2 separate regions of the Mus musculus genome follow, and region 2 is linked to region 1. A link is a contact called in public promoter capture Hi-C data. All regions are on one chromosome and are shown on one strand. The core of a region is the stretch at or near the end of the contact, and the rest is flanking DNA. Distances in the headings are between cores, read along the strand shown. Region 1 holds the start of Atg3 (autophagy related 3). Region 2 holds the start of Zdhhc23 (zinc finger, DHHC domain containing 23).

Region 1 (5,330 bases), core at 1,518-4,017:
AGGGTCCAACTTAGCACCTCCAGAACCCAATGGAATTTTGATTGGCTTGATCTTGTTCAGGTAGTGAATGACTGGCACTCTGAGTTTGAGTGTATCAGTCTCTTTCAAAGACTGATACTTTGAAAGCAGTCCTCCCAGCCTCTAGCAGTTTCTCTAGGAGAAGATAAGTCTCTTTTCTTCAAGTTGTGGTCTTTGGTAGGTTGTCCACTCTCCAATGGGTGACCCTATGCCCACACACACCTAGGCAGCAGTGACTGTGCTCAGAGAATTAAAAAGAAAACACTAAGTTGGCAGAGGTATATGCTGGGGGTGATCTGGAAGAAATTGGAGGTGGGGAGGTAGAGATGGATATAACCAAAATACAATGTACACATCTATGAAATTCTCAAGAAATAAGAACAAAATATATTATAAATAAATAAAGGATAGAAAAAAGACTAAAACCATAAGGCTGTTTGGAGTAAAAGGATTGCTGGCTAAGGGAGAAAGAAAAATTATAGAAGCAAAGTCTGCTTGATTGTGTACTAAGGAGGGAGGCTACGCCACAGTACTCACAAGTTAGAGGAGACTGGGACTTGTAGTGACCAGAGACCCTTCAAGATCACTCTAAGGATTTCGGCTTTACTACACAGCTGCCATCTAAACAAAGCCATCTCTAAACCTTCACTTCCTAACAAAGCATCATTTCTTTCTGGATTATCTCTCTTTTTCTCTTTCCCTTCCCTCATCTATAAGGATTCTCTTTACAGGAGTGACAGGAGTCACAAGGAGGGGCCATTAATTCTCTTTTATACTAAAAACATATGCTACACATTGCCTCCAGGCAGGTCGGCAAAACACTTTAACCTCAGAACTTGGGAGGCAGAGGAAGGTGGATCTCTAAGAATTCAAGGTTAGTCTGAGCTACACAGTGCGGTCCAAACCAACTAAGTCTACACAGTGTGTGTGTGTGTGTGTGTGTGTGTGTGTGTGTGTGTGTGTGTGTGTGTGTGTGTGTGTGTATGTATTTTTGATTCCTCGAGAACTATTCTACAAGTTCAACAAAATGCAAGTGCTATACAAGATAGCCATGTTATATTTAATTGAGAAGTGTTTTGCTCATCTCTCCCTCAGACTAAAAGTTAAATTGATGGTACATTATTAAAACACTGTGAATCTACACAGATACAATATTCTGGAAGTATAACATACAAAAGAAGCATTTGATGTCAATGTAGAAATTATTTTCCAATTCTTAAGTAAAAGAGTAAATCTTAACTAAAATGACTGTCACTGTATACATATAAAAGAAACATTCGCAATTGTTCCAGATTCTTCAAACTTGATCCAAAAATGTATTTTTTTCAAAAGTATTTTATTTTATTTTACTTTATTTTTTGGTATTTTTCGAGACAGGGTTTCTCTGTGTAGCACTGGCTGTCCTGGAACTCACTCTGTAGACCAGGCTGGCCTTGAACTCAGAAATCCGCCTGCCTCTACCTCTCAAGTGCTGGGATTAAAGGTGTGCAACCCCAACGCCTGGCCCAAAAGTATTTTGGTAATAATTATTGGAAAGCATTCCCCCCTTGCCAAGGAAAGATCGAACAGCCTACTCTGCCCATCAGCAGATTTCACCCCTGCACTAAGATTGGTAAAATTCTAACTGAAAGCTAAGTACAGAACAAAAACTACGCAAAATTATCTGTTTCTCTTTTACTGCTTGCTTTTTACAAAGCAAAATCAAGTTACCGTATGTAGCCTAGAAGGTGTAAGAAAGCTCTGAATGAAGCCCTGAAATTTTACTTTTGAAAGCAAGTAATCCAATCTGTGCTAACAGCTAACCTATCACAACTTTCACCTAAAAATGTCAATAGTGTTTCCAATCTATACAATATACAATCGGCTGTGCTGAACTGTTGCTGTAGGATCACTCAAGTCCAAGATTAATAATCACTTACGGCTACCTTAAAGGCTTGAGAAACGTCAAGTTTCGCTCTAGTTCGGCTCAGAGTTACTAACATGTCACAGTTTACTATGTTCCTCTGAAACCTAAGCAAGTTGGGAATTAGATCACCCGAAAAGCAAAACTTCCTATGAAACTTGGAAGGAAACGTGGCATGCTGTTTAGCCACCAAGCTGTCATCTTTTCAAAGGTTAACCCAGTCTACCTATTTAAAAGACTATGGATGTCAGAACGTTCGTACCTCTGCTCCGCACCACCTAGCCGTGCACTCCAAGGCGGCACTGATCAGTGGAGACAGCAGGCACCCAGTTTCACTCTAGTGGAAGCGGGGAAGCCAGCAAGCCTTGGGACTGGCCCAGGAGCCCAAGGCAAGAGGCAGCACCCGGCCGCGCGACTCGCCCCTCCACCTTCTACACCCCGTCCACGCTGGGGACCGGGACTTGGGCAACCAGGGCAGAGCAAGCCAGACCCTCCCCGCTTACCTTGAGGACCGGGGTCAGGTACTCGGCCACTTCCAGAGCCTTTCCCTTCACCGTGTTGATCACATTCTGCATCCTGGGGCTGGAGCAGCGATAGGGCACGGAGGGACTGTCGCAATCCGGGCCACAGGGGAGTCAAAAACTGCCCCGGACGTGCCCGACTGGCATCGAACCTCGCAGCGGCACCGGCCCGGCCGGGGGGGAGGGGCGGCGACACGCGGAGGCCCGGCCCAGCTGTCACCTGGCCGCCACCGCAGAGGGCCCAAGCCGGCTGAGCGAGAGGCGGGTGCGCGCGCAGCCCCCGGCCTTCTCCAAGCTGTCTCTCTTCCCCGGAGCTCCACTGAACACCCCTTCCGGCTTCCCCTTCCTCTTCTCACACTCTCCCAACAGCCCCGCCGCCACCTAAGGCCTCACGTGACTCGACTCTCCCAGGACACGTGACAAAAGGAGGCCCGCGGGGGCGGGACCGGCCGGCCTCTGCTCCCTCCGGCCCGCCCCCCGGAAGCGCTGGAATGAGCGCGCCTGCGCAATGGCCGCTCAGGCTGCTCTTCCCTAGCGGGCGGCTCTTAGCTTTGTATTCCAGCCCTGGAAGGCAGCGTGAGAAGGGTTGATTTTTATTGTTTTTTGTTTGTTTTTGTTTTTGTTTTTTGTTTTTTGTCGCCTTTGCTCCCGGCTCATAGTTTCCCCACCAATGGGCCTTCAAAACCTACTGCTGCTACTACGAACTTAGGCAGTCACTATGTCGGCTCTATGATGTCCGTTCTTGCACTAGAACCTTCCCTGAGCGACTGAGGTAACCGCGCCCTCGCGGGCTGAGTGTTGTGGCTCGAGCGTGTTAAGGGGCTTGGGAGCCGCCCGCGATTCCTATTGCGCATGTGTGGGAGGGTTTCCCTGACAGTGAGGGAAACCTGGTGGAGGTGGGAGGAGTGCTGACCCATTGGCCTTCTGTCCATTGGCTTGTGCCCACCTGCTCTCTGATTTGGGCCTGTGTCTGCGGCCCTTGACGGCTCTATGTTCCCATCCTACCTGTGCGCGTTGGGCAAGTATTTACCCTGCCTGGAGTTTCGTGACCATCTGTCGTGAAAGACCGACCAGTTAGGCTCACTGACCCAAGATGAGCCTTCTGGTCCCATCCTGGTTCACTTAAGAGTCATTAGCTGTGATTCAACTATTTGCACTGAGGTCGCTTCTGTAAAAGAATCGTTCCCAGTGAGCTCTTTTTCTGCTCTGAAAGGAAAGGCCATTCCAAAATTCATTCCTTGTGGACCAAAGTTAATACGAATAAACTGCTTTTCTGCAGTCCCAAACTGTCAGTTACACATTTCCTAACTTATTTCCAATCTGGCCATCCCCTCTCTGTCTTGAGACTTGCCTCTCCTATCAGATGTTGGCAGTATGGTTTGTTTCCTTTAAGTCCTCTCTGTTGTCCTCGGCTGTCTTCCGTCTGCTGTAGTTGTGGCCAGACTTCTACAGGTTTCCTTTTCTATTCTTCACAGTCTTCAGTCTTTGCATTGTGTTTAATCCTTAGGTCTGCCGACGGGGCTGCTCATGAAAGTGATCTTCTTAAGGCAATTAAAAACCCGTGGAATGGAAAGAAAATGCTCCAGGCGCCCTGGGTTAGGCCCACCAACGCTGTACACATTCCTGCTAGGCATTATATTCATTACTCTAAGTTCAAGTCGAATCTTACTGGTAAAATACTCTGCCAATGAAGGTGAGTTAAAATGGAAATGTGTATGGGGTGCTTTTAATCATTTGCCTGGTGTTCTTATGAATAAATTATACGTGATGCCTTTTAAAGTACTATGCTTTGTGTCCATGATAAAGTGTATTGAAAATTTAAACTTTAACCTTGTGTGTTCCTTGGCAACATTTTTTTAACCCTGGATGAAATTTGGATCATTTAAGTGCAAGGTAAAGCACAGTGTATCTAACATCTGATTATACCCAGATGCCCAACAAGTGTTTCTGGATTTCTAGTAAAACATACAACTATAGCTTATTTGGAAATACAATATATTTGTTTAGTTATCTAGTTGGGCTCCTACTTGTGAATGTAAGTCTCGACTTCAGTTAATATCATGCCCTAGGCTCTGTTTTAATAGCATATTAGTTTCTTTCCTCATTGCTCTGACAAAATACTTGCCCAAAGCAGGTTAAGGAAAGGGTTTCTTTGTGCTCACTATCTGAGCGTAGGGTTCACCAAGCAAAGAGGTCATGGTAGCGGAAGCTCTCGTAGCAGTTATTCACATGGCACCCACAGGCATCAAGCAAGAAGAGAGAGTATGCTTGGGGCAGAAGAGATACCCCAGAAGCAAAGAACACTGGCTGGTTTTCTCGAGTCTGTAGGTTCAGTTCCCAGCATCCACATGGCAACTCAAAACTGACGATAGCTATAATCCCAGAAAGTTGAAATGTACTCCCCAGATCTGCTAAATACACTTCATCCACTGTAGTCTTCTGCCACCTAACTAGAATTCTACCATCCATTGACATATTACAGGAAAAATATTTTCAATTTTTTTTAAAAAGTCACACCCAGCTCATTTTCACTTTCTTATTTAGTCTAAGATATTAGCCCAGGAAATGCTGTTCCCCAAAGGTAAGGTGGTTCTTCCTACCTCAAGCTAATTTACATAGTCCCTTACAGGCATGCTCAGAGGCTAATCTAATTGAGATAATTCCTCACTAGACCAGAGGCCTAGTCACAGTCATAGAGTTCATAGTGCATACAGACGATATCCTTAAGAGCTTGGTTTATTAGAAGAGATAAACATGTAAATATGTTATAGAAGTCTATTAAAAGAAATGGAATAAAAAAGACTATGTCCAAGCTGCAGAGACAGTCTGAAAAAGTACTCTCTGGGAGAGGATGGTGGGCCCTGCTTCCTATGTACTCTTTTTGTTTG
Region 2 (5,330 bases), core at 2,116-4,615, 1.2 Mb after region 1:
GTACTCCAAGATTCCATAGTGATGTTGGAACAGGTAGGCCGGTTTGTTCTTCAGGGGTGTGAATGGGCAGGTTCTCAGCTGGGCAGTCTTTAGACACGATTTGTCTATGGTTGCTTAGTAACTCTTCTCTCACTTCATCGTTCTCTTTTGGTTCACGCTATTCTCTCACTCAGTGGATGACCATGCCTTATAGAGAAGAGAAACCTTCTCTCTTCCTCTGTAACCACCTCCATAAATTCTTCTATCCTTGAGCCTCTTTGCTCTTTGGGAACATCTGGCTCAGCTTTGTGAGGTCCATGCTTAGCACCGTGCCCAACCTGAAACAGATAATCCAGGTTTATTGAATGAACAAATGAACCAACACAGTAAGGGATAAGGTATATTTCTTGGTCTGGAGTTGCTTCAATTTTATGAGAGAAGTCAGTTACCCTACAGGCTTTCAAGTTTGTTTTTAAAAGTGCAGGGTTAAGTAGTATAGAAGTGTGAAATTGGTAGTGCTCTGGGAGCTCAGAGGCAGGGCGTTTGGGGAAGATCGCGTGGGGTCAGTAGGTACAGGTACGTTTCAGAACTGGGAAGAGAATCTTGAGGGGATTAGGAAGACATGGCTCAGTTGTGGGGCTCGATGTGTTCAGAGAAGAATGGAAACACTACTGAGACTTGAGGAAGGTCTAAGAAAACAAGTCTTTCCCTCTGGATAATGAGAGAGGCTTCCTGGGAAGTACATTGCATGGAAGGCTATATGGCCCTTAGTACCTGGTAAGAACTCTCTAGAATTCATATAGCACATACTGGAGAATCAGGGATTGATGATCTAATTTATTTGAGCATATCTATATCTATATCTATATCTATATCTATATCTATGTCTATATCTATATCTATATCTATCTATCTTTCTATCTATCTATCTATCTATCTATCATAGATGTTTGAATCAAATACATACATTATATGTTTATACATATACTCATATATCTTTTGGAGTAAAGTAATTGGCAAAAATTGAAGTCTGATTCTTGATCATTTTGTTTGCAGCTGAAGAGCTCACTCATTATGCTTCAAAAAACCTTTGATTTACTAAATAAGAACAAGTCTGGGGTGGCTGTGGAGAGCTAGTGCTGAAATGTGGAAACCAAAGAGACATCTGGACCTAGAAGGCAACATCTGGAAGGAATCGGAGGATGAAGACTGTCACTGTCATAAGGACATTTCTGATATTTTTATTACCAGGATTTCTACCAGGAAAGCTGTATTTAAATAACATTTACTCAATGACTACTCTCCAATAGCCTTAAGACTCTATCTTTTCACTTCTTATAGATACTTTTAAGCTGTGAATTTCTCCAGTGAACCATGAAATATATTTTGGAATTGAAATTCTGTGACACAAAAGGGGAAGGAAGGCACTGTGGGTAGGATGGCTATTCTTCTATAGTGAGGCTTGCTACTTGATCCTTTAAATTTATGTTAGCACAGAGTCCCTGTGTGCCCAGGGTGGGGGTGGGGGGCTGCGTTTGTAACTGAGTTTAAGAGCCTAAAAAGGTAAGAAGAAACCCCTCAATCATTTATCACCTTAAAGGATCGTTTTCCAAGTGCATACATTCCAGGCTTGTATCTTTAAATTTTACAGTGCCTTCCTTGACTTGGCCTCAAGGCCAATGGTCAGACCTTTTGTATGTCCGAAAGAGTCATTGGCCATGTTGTATCTGAATGAAGGGATATATATGTATATATATACACACATATATACATGTACATATATATACATATGTGTGTGCATATATGTATGTACGTATAAGTACCAAAGGTGAGATTATCCTTTATATATCAAAAAGACTGAACAGTAATTTAGGAGAAGGAAGTATATAGGACATCAATGCTCATAATGAACTACTTTCAGTTTTAGAAGTCGTAAGATTATTATAAAATCTGGGCATTCCATGACAGATCAAATTGAGTCCATGAGTAATGCTTAGATTCAGCTTAGCAACACCCATGATAGAGGTGGCCCATCAGGTAGAAAATAATTAATCACTTTTCAGTAGCAGCTAACTTGTCTTGCTGGCAAATTATAAGCTGGACACAAACTTGCACTCAGCAATAAAGACTGGGGGGCATGCAAGCTGACCGGAGTTGAGAGGCGCAAGCTTGGGCTCTCGGGAAAACCACTCAGGCACTTGTGTCAGCACCAGTGGTTTGTGAAAATAAGGACTTGGCGACTTGACTTGAAATTAGCTGCGTCCCCCGGGATTTAGGAAATGTTCAGGACGTATTTATTGTTTTGTTCTCTAGCTGTCTTTCTAGAACACGCACATATATTTATTTTTATTGAATATCCATTGCCTTTAGTCAATGTTTCCTTTCCCTCAGTGTCACCAAAGCCAAATGTCATTGCTAACAATGTTTTTGAGACGCCTGTAGGGAATAAAAATACTGGCTAAAGGGAAGGGTTTCTCTTCATGAATCCTAACTAATCTCCCTGGGGCAGGGGGCTTCGGAGTAATACCTTCTGTTCTGTTCTGTTCTGTTCTGCTTTGTTTTGTTCTGTTCTGTTCTGTTCTGTTTTGTTTGTGATAAGAACATAGGAAGTCTCTGGCTGTGAGTTTGAGTGACTGGATTAGAAACTTCAGATTGTTAAATTTAGAAAAATGTTAACTGTCAAAGTGAATGCTTTTGTGGTTTCTCTTAAAGCACTTCACCATATACCTCAAAGATTACCAACGTCACTTTGTAGATAAAACACTAAATATGTACGTAGAATTAATGAGATCTTAATCTGTTATGTATGGATTGACTTCAATAAAACCGGAAATGTTTAAGTTGTCGTTTTTTCTTCTGTTTCTGCTTAAAACCAAACCAAAACCTAGAAAGCCTGGGGTAGGGAAAACCTGTACGTAGGCCCATAGTTCTTACAGATTTGTGCTGCAATACAAACCCAGAGGGGACTCTCTTGGGCAATTTCATTGCAAATGTGCAGACTACTGAATCAAAAGTACCACCGAGGCCTGGCTGGAAAGCAGCTCCATCCTCCAGGACTCGCGAGCGAGAACAAGTTGGATAAGCCGGGCTTGGGGTCCACAGCGGGCCTCAAGGGAAGGCGGGCGACTCGTGGGGTGGCACCTCTGAAGGCGGCCAAGGTGCGGATCGAACCCCAACGCCTGTTGCCGGCGCTGGAGGACCGCAGGCGACCGGCGGAACTCTGGCGGCGCGCGAGCGCCGGGGTCCGATCCCGCACCCCGGCGGCACCGCGAGGGCCCCGGCGCAGGTGCGAGGTGGCCCGGCCGGAGCGCGGCGGGGGAGGGGCCTCGTGGGCAGGCGGCGCACGTGCGGGCGGCGGGATCCCGGCGCCGGGGGCGGGGCACCCGGAAGCGCGCGCCGACCTGCGGAGCGGCGACCGGGGGCGACTGGCTCGCTCGGCAGGCGCGCGCACCGGCGGTGCTCACAGGTGGGCGACTCCGCCCGGCACTCCCGAGCCTGCCGTGCGGGGTCGCAGGCTCAGCCGCGCCCAGGGGAGTCGGTCCTCCTCCCGGTCCCCGCCTCTGTCGGGAGGGCAGGTAACTTCCCCGCCAAGGTCATTCTCCAGGCCCGCCCACGCCCTCGGAGCGGCGGGTTCGGAGTGGGCTGGACGGGCGACCTCGGGGCTGCTGGGGCTCCTGGCATCCCCGGGCCGGTGGGTGGTTGCAGCGCCAGGGCGTCGCTGCCTGCACCTGCGAGGGTGAGTTTCCACGGCGCGCAGCCTTGGGGTGGGGACAGCCCGGCCCTTTGAGCCGGCACCCTCAGGTGAACTGGGCCGCCCTAGCTCTGCTGTCCCGGGCCGCGTGGTCGGCTGTCGCCATGGGAACGGCTGGTGCCCAGATGTTGCTAGCCTAGCTGGGAAGGGGAGGGGAAGGTGCTCAGAGCCCCAGAAGTCAAGGAACCCTCCTGTCAGGCCACGCGGAGCCCGAAAAGCCTGATGAAAGCAGGACCCTTCCCCCCTTTTCATTTTTTTATTGCTCAGGCGTTGGCGTTAATGAGAAGCAAGGATGTGTTTACAGGATGTGAGTTGAGTTCTTGCCACCTTTACCTTCTGTGAGCTTCTTATGCCTCATGGTGACAGGTACAAATCCGTACACTAAAGGGCAATATGAAGCCAGTCAAAAAAAAGAAAACCGAAGAACCTGAATTGGAGCCCCTGTGCTGTTGCGAATACATAGATCGAAATGGGGAAAAGAACCACGTGGCTGCCTGTTTGTGTGATTGTCAAGACCTCGATGAAGGCTGTGACAGGTAAGCTTACAGTTTCCAGATGCTGACCCCACTGGTTCTGTTGAGACCTACATATGTATATATATTCCTTCAGGTTTGCCGTCCAGAATGCTGAGGTTTGTTCTTGCTATTCCAAAGGATCTAAAATAGAGGATTGGTTTTTTGCTGTCAGGTGTGAGGATTTTAACAGTTTTCATTTTAAAGGATCATGGAGGATAGTAGGGTAGATTAGATGTATATAAGAACGCAATCCAGCACACACACTGCAAGTTTAAATGGACACTCCAGAAAGTTCTGTATTTTCAGTGATCTTAGTAGGACCCATGCATGGGGTTGTTCTCACGTGGTCACATGAACTTGAAGGGTAAAAGATAGCTTCTCTGTTCTCAGTTCACCCTGTATTTCCAGAGAGAGAGGCCATGTACACCTTGTGGGGAGTGACTGTTTTTCTGTGTGTAGCAACACAGTCCTGGTTGGAATATTGTCTTATCTTTGGCCTTTACTTTTACCACAATCTCAGCGATGGAGATTGCTATCTAAAAAGAGAGTTTTTAACCTCTGTTAAAACCAGTTTGTATCAAGCAGCAATAAACTGCTTTTAGCCATTTTTCTAAATATATATATTTTAAACATCTGCTTATGGAAGGCATAAAGTGATAGGAAGAGGGATGTTGGAGACAAGCTTTTCCCAGAAATTGTCCCTTCTGGCTACACAGTCATGGTGACTGTAGATTGTTAATCAGGCCAAGAACAGCTTTGCATGGGGACCACTGCAGTCTTCTGTCACTCTTGACTGGTAAAGCCCATTACCTCTTTGTTCCTTGTCTCTTTCTATAGTATTTCTTTTTAAATAGGTAGCCTTAAATATAGCTTCTTGAGACTTAGTCTAAAATCCATCCTGAGGAAAATAGAGCACTTTGCACTAAGGAATGGAGAGTGTATGCCAGTTCCATAATGGCCATCATTCAGGAAGGACCATGGCTTTGCCACTAACTTTGCTAACTCTTCCTCTCTCCTAGCCCTTGGGGCCTGAGCTGTCCTGAGTTCTCTCCTCTGCCCTATCTTTTTTCCTGGAGACAGGCTGC

What was found. Promoter capture Hi-C pulls out the DNA fragments that hold promoters and counts their contacts.
Region 2: a contact with region 1 is called in a promoter capture Hi-C map of liver, with 2.3 times the contacts expected there. The contact joins the promoter of Zdhhc23 here to the promoter of Atg3 in region 1.

Annotation. Positions count from the first base shown.
Region 1 is chr16:45,156,266-45,161,595 of GRCm38.p6, reverse strand. Atg3 (autophagy related 3) reads right to left here and starts at 2,767. Exons shown (of 12, transcript NM_026402.3): 1 at 2,425-2,767. The coding sequence starts at 2,496. Slc35a5 (solute carrier family 35, member A5) reads left to right here and starts at 2,923. Exons shown (of 7, transcript NM_028756.4): 1 at 2,923-3,214; 2 at 3,950-4,135. The coding sequence starts at 3,970.
Region 2 is chr16:43,977,844-43,983,173 of GRCm38.p6, reverse strand. It overlaps Zdhhc23 (zinc finger, DHHC domain containing 23), which reads left to right and starts at 3,365. Exons shown (of 5, transcript NM_001007460.2): 1 at 3,365-3,715; 2 at 3,998-4,266. The coding sequence starts at 4,124. Gramd1c (GRAM domain containing 1C) reads left to right here. Exons shown (of 17, transcript NM_001359085.1): 16 at 1-33; 17 at 1,036-2,824. The coding sequence ends at 1,116. It overlaps Gm46552 (a long non-coding RNA gene), which reads right to left and starts at 3,301. Exons shown (of 2, transcript XR_001781930.1): 1 at 2,936-3,301; 2 at 1-317.